2 separate regions of the Hordeum vulgare genome follow, and region 1 is linked to region 2. A link is a contact called in public Hi-C data. All regions are on one chromosome and are shown on one strand. The core of a region is the stretch at or near the end of the contact, and the rest is flanking DNA. Distances in the headings are between cores, read along the strand shown.

Region 1 (3,602 bases), core at 989-3,488, 310 kb before region 2:
AGAAACGGAACTATCAAAGTAACAAGGAGAACCAGTAAACTAGCAAGTATAGCAAGCAAACAGGTAAACTAGCAAAAATGCATATTTCTATATTTTTGATTTTATAGCAAGCAAAATATAACAGAAAATAAAATTTAGAACAAGTGAATGATAATTTGTGTGAAGGTACTTGATAGAAAATTGGTGATACTCCCCGATAACGGCGCGAGAAATCCTTCATGATACTAGTAAATTGCGTTGGGATTTTCCCCGAAGAGGAGGGGATGATGCACACAATAGAGGTAAGTATTTCACTCGGTTAGAAACAAGGTTATCGAACCAATCGGAGGACCACGCAGTTTTCCATCTTCAACGCCCGCACACAAAAGAGCACACACTTGCACCCAACACATGCAAGAGGGTTGTCAATCCCCTTGAACTCGTTACTTGCAAGCGATAAGTAGTGATAGATAGAGAATGCAAATATATTAAATATAATAATTAAATACAAATAATAAAAGGCAGCGAGGTATTTTTGGTTTTTGTAAATATATTTATGAGGAGACCTGGGGGCCATAGTTTTTTCCTAAAGGCTTCTCTCTCGTAGAAAACATACAATGGGTAAACCAATTATTGTTGACCAATTGATAGAAAAACGCATAGTTATGCAATATTTATTCACGGAAATAATAACACATATAGGCATCATGTTCGTAGGCAAGTAGACCGACTCCTTCCCGCATCTACTACTATTACTCCATCCATCGACCACTATCCAACATGCATCTAGAGTATTAAGTAAAAAACAGAGTAATGGTTGGAGGATAATGACACGATGTAGACAAAGTAAGTCCATTTAATATGAATGAACCCCACTATTTTACCCTTAATGACAGCAATACAATATGTGTCATGTCCCTTTCTATCATTGGGATTGAGCACCGCAAGATTGAACCCACTACAACACACCTCTCCCACTAAAGATAGATCCATCTAGTTGGCCAAACCAAATCAATAGATCAGAGAGAATTACGAAGCTATCACATTGACACATATAAGAATTCAAAGAAGATTCAAATATTATTCATAAATAATCTAAACATAAACACACAATTCATCGGATCCCAACAAACGCACTGCACAAAAGTGATTACATAAGATAGATCATCGCAAGAATCTCGGTGATCATGGCAATGAAGAGCATAGAGAGTCATAAAACGACAATACGCGGGTGATAATCCGAAAACCAACGCTACTACTAGAGTTTTCCTAAAAGTGGGCGGTAAGGCATCAACAAGCGAGCTCTACACGGACGAGTCATAGAAGTCCATGATAAAGACAACGATGGACATCACAGACTCAAAAGCCAAAAATATTTTATCAATTTCCCCTACTGCAAGGTACCAAACATGGAATTGGGACTGATAATCGTTTCCATACGGCACGTCGGCCGAATCGACGCGTCGGTCGTCCCTCGCGTGCGCGGCCCATGCAACATTTTTCCCACCCGCGCGCTTCGTTGGTCAATGGATGCAACATTTTTCGTCTAAATTTGTTGCAACCAACGTCATTTTTGCTGCAAGCATTTTTTACTACATTTTGTCCTAGTATAAAAGTTGCATACACGTTTGGTTGCAACCGTGTATATACGTCGGATTTTTCATTACAATCGATGTTTACTTTTGTTACAACCGTGTTAATTTTTGCTACAACCGGCATCATGTTTTGCTGCAACCGTTCACTAAATAACTTGCATACACGTCACGTAAATATTTGTTACAACCGGCGTCTGACTTTTGCTACTACGTACCATCAGCTTCGTTTTTTTGCTACGATCACGTTTTTTTTTTTTGCTATAAATTTTGTTTTTTGTTGCAACCGTTGAAAAAATTGCTGTATCGCATCGAAATTTTGCTGCATAGGGGGAAAATGTTGCATGCGGATCCAACGGTGCGGACGCGCGGGGTAGGTAGATCGTGCGGCCCGCGCGCGGCCGGCCGAAAGTTTGGGCCGGTGCGCCGGCGCAGATCACTCCCCTAATCAATTTCCACACCTTAATCTCCCTTTAAACTCCCACTCCCTTTCCCCCAAAGTTGCCAATTTTTTCTTTTGAGACAATCCCCCAAAGTTGCCAAACACGCTGTTGGTGGTAAACCGTTTGGGAGCGGCCTGCCTCGCGGGTGGCCGAGCCGGCCCACCACGCCGGCCATCTCTGCTCCCTCCTTCGTTTTTTTGCGGTTCATCTCCTCCCTCCTTCGCCTGACAGTGGCAGAGTGGCACACGTCTTCCTCACCTCTCCTCTCTCTCTCCATCCACCACCACGGTCATCCTCGCACGAATCCCTTTCAAAAAATTTAAGACCACGCCCCAGATCACATCGAATTCACCACCACCGCCTCCCTCCCTCCCTCCCTCCTTCCGTGCTTCCATTTTCTTCCCCCCCCCCCCCCCCCCGTGCGCCTCGCCACGAGCCGACAAGCCGCGGGCAGAGATCGATCGCGATCGCCCCCAGCCATGTCGACCTCGCGCAGGCGGACCCTCCTCAAGGTCATCGTCCTCGGCGACAGCGGGTCAGCCCATTCCCTGCCCACCCCCGGATCCGCCCCCCGGCGGATTCCACCAATTTCTGCGAAATTTTTAGTTTTTTTGGGCTGGGGCGCTCGATTTGGGCGTGGCTGTAATCCCGTGCTTGTCTGATTTGCTCGTCCTGTGTGCAGGGTCGGGAAGACGTCGCTGATGAACCAGTATCCTAGCCTTGACCCCTAATGGGCCCGCATTTGGTCTGCCGTCGCTTAATCGTTCTCGGGTTGATCCATGTTCTGCTGTATTTTTCTCGTTTTTGCTAGCTCCTCTAAGCAATTGACGCGCCGGTGCCCGACCATGTGCAAAATTTGTGTCTTTTACTCGTAAGCGTTTGACCCATTTAGCTGCAGGAACACATTTGGCAGCGAACCCCCGTTTCTGAATATGAATTCCGTAGGCTCGTCTCGTCGTGGGCCTATGTTTAGCTGCATGCCGTCCGTTTCATTATTTCTGTTGTGTGATAGCCAGGATTTTGTGGTCAAAATCTCTTCTGGTGCATGGGTATGTGAGGATATGATTCAGTTTAGCAAGATGGGATTGGGAGAAGTACGCCGATGTTTGTGCTCCGAAATGTTAGGCTCGTGTTACTACTTTCTGTGCTTTGCTATGCTTGACTTTTATCTAGATATGTTCACAACAAGTTTAGCCAGCAGTACAAAGCTACCATTGGTGCGGATTTCGTCACCAAGGAGGTCCTCATTGAAGACAGGCTTGTCACATTGCAGGTGAGTGGAATGCCTAGTTGCAGCTCTCTTGACAGTGAAGAAATGGACTGCTGTTGTAATTACATCTGGGCTTGCTCTGTTTCTAGATCTGGGACACCGCGGGGCAGGAGAGATTCCAGAGTCTTGGTGTCGCATTCTACAGAGGGGCAGATTGTTGTGTGCTTGTTTATGATGTCAATGTTAACAAGTCATTTGATACGCTCAACACATGGCATGATGAGTTCCTCAACCAGGTAAGATTATTTTATCTTCCATGTCATTTGATGCCTGATCATGGTTGTACATATACAATGTAGAGAAATTCATCATTTGTTC
Region 2 (3,998 bases), core at 891-3,390:
ACGAAAGGAGAACTGAATGCAGAAACAAGGTCAACATATGCATGTTACAACTATCCGCATCTTACCTCACCCAGGTACTTCTGCACAAACTCTGAACCAACCACTCTGATAAAAGCAGCAGTAGTGTGATGTGCCACAGCTTTAGCAAGCATGGTCTTGCCGGTGCCTGGAGGACCATAGAGCAGCACCCCTCTTGGAGGATCAATACCAATCTGCATGTACAATTCATGATGTGTCAATGGTAACTCAACTGCCTCGCGAATTTCTTGTTTTGGATATCACATCCTCCAATGTCCTGAACATAATCAGAACTAGAATATTGTTATTGAGGTTTTTTCAATCCACTGTATGAAACAACTTCAGTAAGTCGTAAAGATACAGACTCCATGAATTGAAAAGTTCTGATCATGTTATGCACACAATTCTCAGGAAATAGAAAGTGCTCAATCTTGGTTGGCCTTAAGGATAGGAAAAATGACACAGGATCAAATCATTGCATGGGCATACAGATGCCGAAGTAAGAAAGCCCCAAATAGCATAAAATTTAAAGGATTTATTAAACCATTCCTACAGTACTATGGTGATTTGAGATTTTCGATTATGTTGGCGAGAGTAGCTTTATAACCTAGAAGAAAATAAACCGGCAGTACAAAAATTGCCGGTCGGTCTCCAAAACTGATCCCAGCAATTTAGAACACAGGCCAGAGGCAAATCCAACATTCAACCAATCTATCTGCCAAAAAACTACTGTTCATTGAACAATTATACTAAGAAACTATTACCCTACTAGTACTGTTATTATTATGGGTAAATAACTGAGAACAGTAGCAGAGAATATACATGTTACAGAGACCAGCTAGTCAATGCATAGCTATCTTTTCCTGTTTATCAGAAATGCAACACTTGTACTGTCAGCATAAAAGCTGCAGAAGTTATGTACATGACTGCGGAAACAACCAAAGCACACTTCAATTTCAGGCAAAGCAATTCATTCACAAACATCATCAATATCTACTACTATAGCAACTAATTCATATCTACTAAAGGATGCCATAAATCATAATCTACATGAAGTACGCCCAAATTGAACACGGGCCACCGGCTAATCCAGATTCCACCAATCTATCTGCCAAAAATCCGCTGTTCATTGAACAATTATACTACTCAAGAAACTATTACCATATTACTGCTACGTTTATTATTATTATGGGCAAGTAACTGAGAACCGAAGCAGATAACATCCATGTTACAGAGATCAGCTAGTGTGAATCCTAAATTGGTCAACAAATTCAGAGTACCAAATGCATCTAGGGTTGGCAGAGTCGAAGACAGCGATCCTAATAAAGCATCAAATGAGCTAGGGTTCAGACAGATCTGAGAAACCCATAGCGAGTAGAGGACGTTGGGCTTCTCGGAGGAGGCGAGGAGCGAGATGCTGGAGTCGGCCTCAGGGGCAGCACGTCGACGAGGGCGTTGGAGTGGCGGTGCAGGGCGACGGAGGCGGAGGGCTTGAGCCTCTCGCCTAGGCAATATCTCGAACACGAAGCGCGCAACGAAACTGAAGCCACGGTGGCCGCTGGGAGAGGATGGGAGAGCTGGTGCGGTACATACCGGGGAAGCTTCGACGTCGAACGAATCGGCGCTGGCGCAGCAGCGCGCCCTCCACATCCTCTTCAGCGTCTGAGTAGCCTGTAGCCGCCTCCGCCGGCACGGGAGCCGAGGGTGACCGTGGGGGTGCCTGTGCAGCCGTCACCGTCGTCGGAACTATCGACCGCATCCTCTTCATAGGCGCCGCCTGGGAGGACCACCCATCGCATCTCCGCCGACACCGTCTTCGGCAGCCTCCGTGTCAGGCACAAGGCCTTGGTTGGGTACGGAGAGGAGGGGCCACGTCCCGTACGCCGCGCTCGCCGGCCGGTCCATGCCGATGTCCCCTCGAAGCAAGCTCCAGCGGCAGCGCTCGCCGTCGCTCTGCACACCGCGCCGCCGCCGGCCATCGACGCACTCCCCGTCGCCCCGCGTCAGTGCGGCCGAATGCAGTCGACGTCGCCCGCCAGTCGCCCCGAGACCGAACCGCCGGCCGTGTGGGAGAAGGCCGCGGCACGAGGCGCGCCGTTCGACGGCGTTGATGGGGAACGAGTCGGCCCGCGGGGCGCGGGCCGGTGCGGACGAGGCGCTGGCGCAGCAGCGCGTCCTCCTGATCACCCCCTTCAGCGTCCGGGTAGCTGAGTTGGCCGGTGACCCAGCGCCGAGTGCGCCGTCGAGAGGAAGGCCACCCGCGGCGCTCGCCGGCCGGTCCACGCCGCCGCCCCTCGAAGCGACCTCCAGCGGCGGCGCTCGATGTCGCTCCGCGTCAGGCGGACACTCTCCGTGAGGCCGAACCGCCGCCGGCGGCACGTGGTGCACCGTTCGACGGCGTCGATGTGAAAGAAGGAAGGGGAACTGGGGAAGGATGGTGGGGACTGGACAGGGGCTCCGCGGCATATTCCCCCGCTCTCTCTCTTCCGGGCGGGGCGGGGCGGGGCGGGGCTTGAATGATTGGGTGGGCCCACGTGACGATTCTGTCGTACATACCTCAGCGGCTCAGCGCCAGCTGGGGGGATCGGCCAGGCCAGCCGCATCTCAGAGGAAACCTGTTTCTACTTTGGCTATCTCCTGACAGAAAGCGCTCAAACGTTTTTATCTTCGCCGTCGCAACTTTTTCACTAATTTGATATTTCTGTTTGTGGTTGTAAGATCAACTCCAACGCTGCGATTCAAACGGACGCGCGGTTTATCCGTTTTTCGTCCGTTTGGGTCGGACAAACGAATGATGGTGTTTGCTTTTTCGAATTGATCGGCCAGACCGTCCAACGCAGGCTCGGACGCAAACAACGATAAACATAATTAAACATTAAAAGGCCGGTCAAAGCTGGCTCAAGTTCATATAAAACATTATTAAACATAAATAAATAAAAACGTGGACGCCCTCGGTCGCCCTATGCATCATCTTCGTCGTCATCGTCGGGGGAGGTGAGGTCGATGAGCTCCAGCGCCGGCCCAGCCCAAGGGAACGCTGCCTCCCACGCCTGAGCAGCGTCCTTGCCCGGCAAAACCGGCGGCGCAGGCTGACGGGCTCGCTCCTCCTCCTCCCGCTCCCGATGCTCCGCCTCCTCCTCCTCCGTCCACCTGGGCTCGAGCTTCATCTGCTCCGTTGCCTCGGCCTCCTCCCTCGCCAGTGCGAGCGACTTATGGTGCAGGAGGTACTCTTTCTCCTCCTCCTCCGTGCATCCATACCAGACGAGAGTCGCGGACACCCACTCCAGGAGCTGGCCGGTCCACTGGTAGGTGTGTGCCTGGCGTGCCTCGGCCTCAGCGGCCGGCAGAGATGGAGGAGCAGGCACGACGCAATCGCCCGTCGCGGACAGCGCGAGGGCCTTTTCGAGACCTACCTAGTGCGCATCCTCCTCGCGCCTGCTCTCCTCGATGGCGTAGGTCGTTGCCTCCTCGAGGGCGGCTTGGTAGGCGGCCTCCTCCTCCTGCTCCTCTAGCTTCACTTTGAGGGGTGGTGGAGGGATGGCCGTATCAAACTGGGCGTCGTGGATGTGCTCTCGCTCGTGCTCGACGGCGAACCAAACCTCCCATTTATGGGAGTCGGCCGCGTACGTCGGATCGCGCCGGTGCTCCGGACTGAGGAGCGCGCGCCGCCGGCGGACCTCCTCCGCGTGCGCGCGCGCAGACCGCGGCACTACTGGGATAGGGATGCGGTCGGGGTCCAGATGCCAACCATGGGGAGGTTGACATCTGGGTAGGGCAGAGCTAGCTTGTACTGCCAGTGCCATCGAGCTTGGTGGACTGGGATGTACAGACGCTCCCACTGTGGCACGCAGCGGCGAGGTGGCACCGACACCTTGGACGAGCTCGCGCCGAGGGTGAGCTTGCCCTTGCCCTTGCCGAAGAAGCACATGGCTAGGGTTTCGTGGTTGCTGCCGTGGGAGCAAGCGTGGCCAGATGTGGAC

The links. Hi-C and Micro-C count contacts between places; a contact is called where the count stands out from the background.
Region 1: a contact with region 2 is called in a Hi-C map of leaf, with 6 times the contacts expected there. The contact joins the promoter of LOC123444266 here to the promoter of LOC123444265 in region 2. A contact is called at or near these places in 4 of 6 Hi-C or Micro-C datasets (leaf and seedling) and 1 of 1 datasets of contacts at active chromatin or transcription factors (embryo).

What each region holds. Positions count from the first base shown.
Region 1 is chr3H:462,047,413-462,051,014 of MorexV3_pseudomolecules_assembly, reverse strand. It overlaps LOC123444266 (ras-related protein Rab7-like), which reads left to right and starts at 2,238. Exons shown (of 7, transcript XM_045120943.1): 1 at 2,238-2,549; 2 at 2,697-2,723; 3 at 3,188-3,287; 4 at 3,374-3,520. The coding sequence starts at 2,494.
Region 2 is chr3H:461,739,665-461,743,662 of MorexV3_pseudomolecules_assembly, reverse strand. LOC123444265 (26S proteasome regulatory subunit 6B homolog) reads right to left here and starts at 2,140. Exons shown (of 6, transcript XM_045120942.1): 1 at 1,612-2,140; 2 at 66-212. The coding sequence starts at 1,668.